2 separate regions of the Pelodiscus sinensis genome follow, and region 2 is linked to region 1. Evidence: chromatin contacts called from public Hi-C data. All regions are on one chromosome and are shown on one strand. The core of a region is the stretch at or near the end of the contact, and the rest is flanking DNA. Distances in the headings are between cores, read along the strand shown.

What was found. A called contact is a pair of places that touch in the nucleus more often than the background predicts.
Region 2: a contact with region 1 is called in a Hi-C map of liver, with 5 times the contacts expected there. The contact joins the promoter of CHLSN here to the promoter of COX19 in region 1. A contact is called at or near these places in 3 of 5 Hi-C or Micro-C datasets (blood, liver and an unstated tissue).

Annotation. Positions count from the first base shown.
Region 1 is chr16:26,530,822-26,535,537 of ASM4963464v1, reverse strand. COX19 (cytochrome c oxidase assembly factor COX19) reads left to right here and starts at 2,508. Exons shown (of 3, transcript XM_075899556.1): 1 at 2,508-2,742; 2 at 3,988-4,099. The coding sequence starts at 2,661.
Region 2 is chr16:26,873,471-26,878,186 of ASM4963464v1, reverse strand. It overlaps CHLSN (cholesin), which reads left to right and starts at 2,527. Exons shown (of 5, transcript XM_025178724.2): 1 at 2,527-2,662.

The DNA of each region.
Region 1 (4,716 bases), core at 1,259-3,758:
TCTATAAAAACCTCAGCTTGGGTGCTATCTGAGCCTGTTGTCTTGTAATTTTTTTATCTGGATGATGGCATGCCAGACTTCCCCAGAAGATGGGGATCAGCAAGGGGTTCCATTGCTCAGTATTGTGGAATAGACTCAGTGGCATCTTCAGGAACAACAGATTTGTGATTAGTAGTCTCTCAAAGTGCTCCTTCTAGCTTTATTTAATGGCTGCATTGTACTTGAGGAGGATGGCGCCGCCCTGGTAATGTAAGGGGGTTAGGCTTTTGGAACTTAGCTCACATGTAGTTACTTGAAAGAAGCTTCTCATGTCTGATAGTGTGATTGGACGCTGCCTGGGAGAGCACAGAGTGTCCCCCACCTTCACAAGGTAATGTGCCATTGGGGAGGGGATGAGGAGAGTGTGGGAGACCCCAGGCTGGAGATGGAAACAAGTCACACGGGAGGGGAGTCATGTTCTCTCTCCCTGCTGGTGCCCTCTTTATGTCCAATGCCACTAGTTGTCCCTGCCAAGAGAAGCAGTGGCAGATTTAGGGCAGGGCAAGCAGGGCAGCTGCCCCAGGCCCCGCACTTCCCGAGGCCCCGTGTATGCGCCGTGGCGCCACGGCGCATGCGCCATGTCAAAGGAGGGGCCCTGCAAAATATCGCTGCCTGGGGCCCCACGGCGCTGCCCTGGGCCCCGCGGCACTCTCATCCGCCCCTGAACAGAAGCATGAAAACTCCAGATGATGTAGCTCTGAAGCAGTGTAAGCTGTGTGCTTGTGCAGCCACTTAGAAGAGATTCAGATGCCACTCACCTCATTAGCAGAGCATCCACAGCTAGATTTTTTTTTTGTTTCTATTGGTGGTGCACATTGGTATATGCCTCAGTGCACATACAATTATTCCACACATGGATGGAAAAAATCTGCACATAGATGGAAGAGAATAGAGGGAGCATTGCTCTGAAGGTCTTTCACTCACACAAGTCCTCTCCACTACCACAAGGTTGCCGACCAACCAAGGATGGCTCTAGGCACCAGCAAATGAAGCACATGCTTGGGGAGGCATTTCCAGGTAAGCAGCCTTCCCCGGCAATGCCCGGCCCCGCCCCGCCGATTTTAAAGGGCCGCAGGAGCTCGGCCCTGGCTGCGTGTCCCCAGGAGCTGGCTGTGGAGTGCAGCACGGCCAGGCTTCACCCCGTCAGCTCCAGTCCTGCTGTGGCTGCAGCCCCCTTTGCCAGCGAGACTGCTCCCTGCCAGCCACCCGGCTCGCTGCGCCCACCCCACCCTGTGCCCCTCTAGCTCCGCGCCGCCCATTCCCCGCACCACCCCTGCGCCCCACACCCTGCTCCCCGATCCCCCTGCTCTCCCTGTTCCCTGCGACCCTCTGGCTCTGCGCTGCCCATTCTCTGTGCCGCCCCTGAACCCCGGTCCCCGTGCTCCTCTGGCTCTGTGCCCCCTCTTCACTTCACAGCCCTTTTCCCTGTGCCCCTCTGGGTCTGTGCCCCCCATTCCCCGCACTGTCCCTGGTCCCTAATCCCTCTGACCCTCCCCTTCCTCACGTCCCATTCTCTGTGCCTCTCCTGCACCCCGCACCTTGCTCCCCCCAATCACTGTGTCCCTCTGGCTCTGCACCTCCCATTCCCTGTGCCACCCCTGTACCCCCCACATTGTTCCCAGCACCCATTTGGCTCTGTGCACCCCAGTCCCCCTGCTTCCCCTGGTCCCCATGCTCCTCTGGCTCTGTGCCTCCCCTTACCCATGGTGAACCCTGCTCCCCCTGTTCCCCATGCCCCTCCGGCTCTGCGCTGTCCCTCCACCCTGCTCCCCCTGTGAGTCAGGACTGAGGGGTGCTTGTCCATAGGGAGGGGCTGGACAGGACAGGGAAAAGGCTGCTGCGCCCTAGCAGCGTGTGAAAGGGGAGGGGGAGTTTACTGGAAGCGCCTTTGCCTTTATGGAAAAAAATAATTAAAATTTTATTTGCTATTTTTAGGGCTTACATGCCAGGATGAAAACGAAAACAGCAAAACATTGCAAAGTGCAAACGTGTGTAAAACCCAACAAAAAAAGGGGGCGGGGCAAAAAATTGTTTGCTTGGGGCAGCAAAAACCTAGAGCCGCCCCGCGCCCAAGAGAGAGCAGCGCCCTGGGCGCGCAGGGGCTGAGGACGTGGAACTCTCCCCTGTGGCTGCGGCTGGGGAGCACTCAGGGGAGGTCCCAGGGCCCAGGCATGGGTGTGATTCACATGGGCCCGGGGCCTCGCGCCCACTGACCCGGAACGAGGCAGCGCCTCCAGGCCAACGCGCTTCAGCGCAATCGGGTGGCATGGCGTCGTTTCCATGGCAACACAATTCGCAGCGCTCCTCCGTGATGTCATTCTTGGCCCGGCCGAGGGTGACGACATTGCCGGATGACGTCACGGGACAGTGAGGTTTCCGTGGCAACGCCATCTCCTGGGCGACACTGTCCCCTCGCAATGGGTTGGCGTCGTTTCCATGGCGATGCGACTCAAGCTGGGAGGGCGGGGGAAGAGCGAAGTCCCGCGGGGGCGGGCCCAGGCGCCTACGAGAGCGGATGGTTGGGCGGGCTCCCGCTCGATTCGTTCGGTTCTCGTTGCCTGCGGCCTGACTCGACGCTCGGCTGCTCCTCCTGGGCCCAGCCTGCCACAATCACCGTCACCATGTCCACGGCCATGACCTTCGGCACCAAGAGCTTCACGCCGCGGCCGCCGGACAAGGGCGCCTTCCCCCTGGATCACTTCGGTGCGCGGCGGGGTCGGGGCCCGCCCCCCGGGAACGGAGCGAGCCGCCCCCAGCGCCGCGGCCTGGAAAAACCCTGAGCTCCCCCTCCCCCTCGCCCGGAAAACCCCAGCGCAGCTCCGCCCCCCGGCAATCCCCCCCCGCGAAGCTCCGCCCCCCGGCAATCCCCCCCGCGAAGCTCCGCCCCCCGGCAATCCCCCCCCCCCCGCGAAACTCCGCCCCCCGGCAATCCCCCCGCGAAGCTCCGCCCCCGGCAATCCCCCCGCGAAGCTCCGCCCCCCGGCAATCCCCCCCTCGAAGCTCCGCCCCCAGCAAGCCCCCCCCTCCACCGGGGTCCCCCTGCAGCGCAGCCCCTGAGGTGCCATAAGCACTGGAGACCCTTGGCCTGCCCCGTCCAGTGGGGGGGGGGCTACTAATTAGGGATGCGAAGTCCTCCCCATCACTGACTCCTGTCCCTCCCCCCCGGCTTGCTGCCTCTATGGGAGGGGGAAGTGACTAGTCAAGTAGTGACTTGACTGCCTGATAAACATGCTTATCAACTAGTCGATTAGTCACATCCCTAGTGTCAGTGCCCTGCGAGGGGGGGCTGGGAGGCCTGGATGGCTCCTCCCCAGCCAGATGGGACCATTGACTGCTCCTTCTGTGAGTGGAGGGATGAGCCTGGTTTCACACACACCCCACACACAACTCCACACACACATTTTCCATGTCCCTGCCCATTTAGATCCTCTGCTCCATGCATCCTGTGTAGCATGGAGGCAGCCCCAAAGCCTCTCCCCAGACTCCGTATTCAGGGGTCTGTACTGCCAGTACCTACTGCTGGCGATGGGCCTAATCTGGTAGCAAGCACAATGCTCAGCTCTGCTGACATTGCACATTTGTATTACTGGCCATTCCTCTTAAAGCCCCAGAGTCAAGTGGTCATGAGAATGTCCGCTTTCAGCAGAAAACAAATTTGCCAGCCTTCCTGGTTGCAGAGTAAAGCTTGAAAGTGGGGCACTCAAAAGAGCTGCAAACACCAGAAGGCAAATAGAATCCCAAACATGTTTGCCTTAAAAACTGCAAGATTTTCAGTCATGCTTACAGTGCTGATTCATGGTTCTTGATTGCTTAGGGTCACTTGTAATACTCTACAGGATCATGCACGGACTTTCCTATAGTTTCCCATACACACAACTTCTCCTGTCTCTTATTGCTAGAACATCACTCAACCTTTTTTATTGTTTTAAAATTTGTTTTTTGTTCTAGGTGAATGTAAAGGATTTAAAGAGAAATTCATGAAGTGTCTGAGAGAGAATAGCTTTGAGAATGCTTTGTGCAGACAGGAATCAAAGGAATATTTAGAATGCAGAATGGAGAGGCAAGTAAATCTCGTACAAGCATTTAAGCAGATTAGTTTTCATTGCAGACTCACATGTGTGTATCATTGCCAGAGAATGTTCTTTGAGTGTGTGACTGCATTTGCCTGTGAGATTGCAAATGTCTGATTTTCTTGGGTTTTTTTTCTTGCTATTTCCACAAGAAACCAAGCTGACCTTTCAATGCTAGTTTAGTGACCACACTCACTTTGGCCATCAATAGGCATCAGATGTGAATTCACGCAGGCATTCGCCTGGAACCTTTCTTGATTTATGGAAGTATGAAAAGCACATATCCCCTTTAAAAACGGACACCCTTTTCCACTTGAAGAATTCTTAACAGTTTTAGCTCAAATTTTAGTCATGGACTCAGACCACACCCACTGCTGGTGTCACTGCAATGTATAGCCAGTTCAGATGCACGTAACTTGTTCTTTTTTAATTGTAAATCAATTTCCTCTGACACCTCAGCAGCACTTGTCCTCCTTGTGGACCACATTCAGAACATACTTAAAGTGAAAAAGTTAACCTGTTCCTGAGTTATTAAACAGGGCAGGTAGGGAAGATATTGAAATTCTTTTTGAAGGGGCATATGCTGGTTTTCACATCCATTGTAGTA
Region 2 (4,716 bases), core at 1,278-3,777, 340 kb before region 1:
CCTTCATGAATCTAGCTACTCTTTTTTTGAAGGCTGTTAAAGATCTACCCTTCACCAGGTCGTCCGCCAAGGAGTTTCACAGGTTGACACTGTGCTGACTGTGAGCAGGTTCCTCAAGCAGGCTCTCTGCCTTCCATGCCTCCATTCATAGTGGTCAGCGGTGGGGGATTATGTACTGCTCTGAGCATAATGAGCCCCAGGCCAGAGTACTTCATGTGCTGCCTGCCCTGCAAACAGGTAGTGCTGGTTAGCTGGTTCCCAGCTACTGGGAGCTGCAAGATTGTGCTGGGGCAGGGTAGTGCATGAAGCCTCTTCTCTGCCCCACCCCCTCCCAGCTCATGGCAGAGGGGCGTAGGGCCACTCTGAGGGGTGTATGGGGGAAGGGTAGGTCAGGAGCCTGCCCAAGGATCCTGCTGGTCTATGGGCCAGATTCAGCCCATAGGCCATATTTTGCCTGCCCTGCATTACAGCAAGCAGCATAAATTGCACAAATAAATATGTCCAGGCCTGTTAAAGATAACATGGGTGCAGTGAAATGTTAGTGGACCAACTTCTAGTAATGAGGGACAAGCTTTTGAACTACCCAGTGCTGGTCTTCAGTCCTTTTAAGAGCAACTTGCTCTTCTTTGGAAACAGACTCCTCCTTAGACTTGCCAGGCATCTGATTTGACAGGAAGACCTAGTCAAAAAGGAATCCTGGTGGCTCTTATGAGGCCACTAAAAGTCAAATCAGCTGCATAGCTGTCTCCCTGCCTGCTCTGGCTCCATGTGGCCCACGTCTGGCTTGTAGATGCAGAGGTGGCCACAGGGATCTGCATGGTGCTGGGAACTGCAGCTATAGGAGCTGTGGGGTGTCACCTGTGGGAGTGGGCAGTGTGCAGAACCTCCTGACCCTAGGAGCTTAGAAGCTTGATGTGCTGGCTATTTCCAGGAGCTGTCTGAAGTAAGCACTGCTTCGTAGAGCCTGCACACCAAACCCTCTCCTGCATCCCAGCCTCTGTCCTAGGTCAGTGTCCTCTCCCAAAGCCTTCACCCCTCACCCCTTCCCCAGCCAAGTCCCCTCCCCCATGTTAAACCCCTCATCTCCAGGCTCACCCCAGAGTCCACATCCACAGCCAGAGCCCTCAGCCTCTCCTGCATCCTATCTGTCTGAAAGTGAGGGTGGGGAAAGGGAAGAAGTGGGAGGTAGGGCTTGGAAAAAGGAGCAGAGTCTCCAAGATCAGGTGGTACAGGGCAAGGGTGTTCATTTTGTGTGATCCTAAAAGAGAGATACCTAAATCAGCTATTGGCCAGATACAGCTCCCTTGTTTACTTCCCACGCAGTTGCAGATCCCTCCTTCTTCCAGTGATAGCAGGGCTGCTTCAGGATAAGGAGCACTTAGCAGCCTAGGGCAGAGGTACATGTCAGTGGGGGCACAGGAGAGTGTGCACCCTTGTAAGATTGCCAAATGGTTTCAACAAAAATACTGGACACCCTTGACATTACATCACAATCTACATTACGTCTGATTTAGAAAATACCGGACATTTATATTTTCTCATTTATATTTTCTCAATTTGTTTCCCAAACAGAAAGATCAAATACTGGACTCTCCGGTTCAAAACCAGACACCTGGCAACCCTACCCTTGGGCACAGTAACTCTGGCATCTGCTGCATCCACACCAGGAAAAACAATGAGGAATCCTGTGACACCTTAAAGACTAAGGCTGTGTCTAGACTGGCCAGTTTTTCTGGAAAATCAGCCACTTTTACGGAAAAACTTGCGAGCTGTCTACACTGGCCGTTTGAATTTCTGCAAAAGCACTGACTTCGTACTGTAAGAAATCAGTGCTTTTTGCAGAAATACTATGCTGCTCCTGTTCGGGCAAAAGTGCGCAAAAGGGCCAGTGTAGACAGCTGAGATTTGTTTTCCACAAAAAAGTCCTGATCGCAAAAATGGTGATCGGGGCTTTTTTGTGCAAAAGCGCGTCTAGATTGGCCACGGATGCTTTTCCGCAAAAAGTGCTTTTGCGGAAAAGCGTCCATGCTAATCTAGATGCTCTTTTCCGAAAATGCTTTTAACGGAAAACTTTTCCGTTAAAAGCATTTCTGGAAAATCATGCCAGTCTAGACGTAGCCTAATATTTTTATTTGGGCATAAGCTTTGGTGGGCAAAAACTCACTTTGTCAGATGCCTATCCAAGCTTATGCCCAAATAAATGTCAGTTTTAAAGGTGCCACAGGGCTCCTTATTGGTTTTGCAGATCCAGACTAAGCTGTCCCTCTGAGACGTGCCATCCACAGCAGGGCAGCTCTGGCACAGGACGTGGGAGGGGCAGGCCAGGCTGGGCGGAAAGAGCGGGGGAGGGGAAAGGCAGAGCGACCAACGCCTCGGGGAGGAGCTTGGCTGACCCCACGGATGTGGGAAGTGCCAAGTTCCTGAGGCTCCGCCCACTCCGGAAGCTGAGAGACCGGCTCTTGCAACTCAGTGCACAGTGATGACCTCAACACTATGCGCCCCCCCCTTCCCGCGTGCCGCCCAGCCGCCTGGGAGAGGGGCGGGAATAAGACAATTTGGCTTTCTATTGGCCATTGTCGTGATTGACAAAGCGAAATCCAACGAGGCTCCGCCGCTGGGTTTCGGGAGCCAATGAGAGAGAAGGGCGGGCTGCCGCGCCAAGGCAAGGGCAGGTTAAATGCGCTGAGGGGCGGCGGAGGCGGGTCTGAGAAGTGCATGGCGTGGAGGGGGCGGGGTGAGTAGGCGCTCCTGGGGAGGGCGCTTATCTCCAATCCCTTCGGGGCGCGGAAGGGCCCCGAGGAGATGGGGTGAGGCCGCGCTTCCCGCCTGGGGCCCCGGGGAGCGGCCGCTATTGGGGAGTCTGCTCTACTGTCCCCTTGCCTGGGGGGCTCTTCGTAGGGCTCCCCGCGCTCTGAGGGAGCAGCGCAGGTGGCTCCTCGGTGTCCCTGGCTGAGGGCCTAGTGAGGCGAAGGGGGTTGGCAAAGGCTTGGGATGGAGGGTGAGGGGCAAGGCGGGGCCGGATGCTCCCAATGAGAAATTCTGGGCCCGTCCCATTAAGTGCTTGGACTCGGCTCCCACGCGTCCTGGGCCTGGGTGGTTCCGCAGCTCTGCAGGAGGCTCTCTCCGCCTTGACTCCGTGCAAGGCGGGTGCTGTCTCTAGCTCCTCGCCGAGCTCTGCTCCGGCAGTATCCTGATTGCAGAGCTTTCGTGGGCTCTTTGAAACGCAAATGATTCCAGTCTGCCCCGGGGTTGCAATAAGCTGGTTGCCGATCGGGCTCTGGTTAGAGTACTCAGTGAAAGGGGAGGTGAGCAGCATAATTAAAGAGAATGAGACTAGGCGGTAGCACTACAAAACCCCTGAAGGTAATGTAATTGACAAGCACTCATCAGTACTAGTGTATCCTATTACAGTCATAAAAGTTCTTGCCACCTGTGTACTGGAAATAACCAAATGAGTAACCCTTTTGTTGGTATAAACTTCAACAACAAATAGTCTGGTAGCACTTTAAAGATTAACAAAAGTAGGTTTTGCAGCTCAGTGTGAGATGAAATACCGTACAACTGTCAACTTCCTTTCCCGTGTCTGCTCATCATAGGTACTTCATAGGAAACACAGCAGCCTTAGTTGCAAACAAGTGACTAATAAACATGATATAATTAAAATCACTGGTAATTATTGTAATAGCTGACCGTCTGAGGATAGCTGGATATTTTCTATATGCATGCATACCACACTGCTGGCCACAAAATAAAGTTGATATTTTACTGTATTTACAATTCAGTAACTTTTTGAAATGCTGTTTTGTATGCAAATTGGTGCAGAGCTGGTAGAGCCTTTTTCTGGAAATTGTCAGGCTAGGTACTGCCTGGATGGCATGGAGGTATCCAGCAGCAGTATTTTTGTTCACAACCCCTTGAATGTTTCGCATTGATGATGTAGCTAAAAAGCCTCTAGGTTTTAGTTGTCCTAAGCTGCAGTGAAAGCATCATAATATGGTTGTAGCAAAATGTAAGTTATCGTGGAGCAATCTATGAGGACCAGACCATTGTCTGTCTGGCATCAAATTCAGAGCTATATTGGAATCTCTCCCTCCTTTCTTTCCACAGGTTATCCAAAATTAAATTCAAAATAGATGTAATAAAATTTTGTATTTAAACACACTGGCTGCATCTAGACTGGCATGATTTTGCGCAAAAACTTTTAATGGAAAAGTTTTTCCATTAAAAGTATTTCTGCAAAAGAGCGTCTAGATTGGCACAGATTCTTTTATGCAAAAAGTGCTTTTGTGAAAGAAAGCTCCGATGGCCATTTTAGCTATCGGGATTTCTTACGCAAAAAATTAAGGTGCCTGTCTACACTGGCCCTCTTGCGCAAGTGGGCTTATCCCTGAGCAGGAGCGTCAAAGTATTTGTGCAAGAAGCACTGAATTCTTACATTAGAACGTCAGTGCTCTTGCGCAAATTCAAGCGGCCAGTGTAGACAGCTGGCAAGTTTTTGCCAGTCTAGATGCAGCCACTGGCTGCATCTAGATTGGCATGATTTTCCGGAAATGCTTTTAACGGAAAAGTTTTCCATTAAAAGCATTTTTGGAAAAGCGCATCTAGATTGGCAGGACGCTTTTCCGGAAAAGCACTTTTTCCGGAAAAGTGTCCGTGGCTAATCTAGATGTGCTTTTCTGCAAAAAAGCCCCGATCGTCATTTTCGCGATCGGGGCT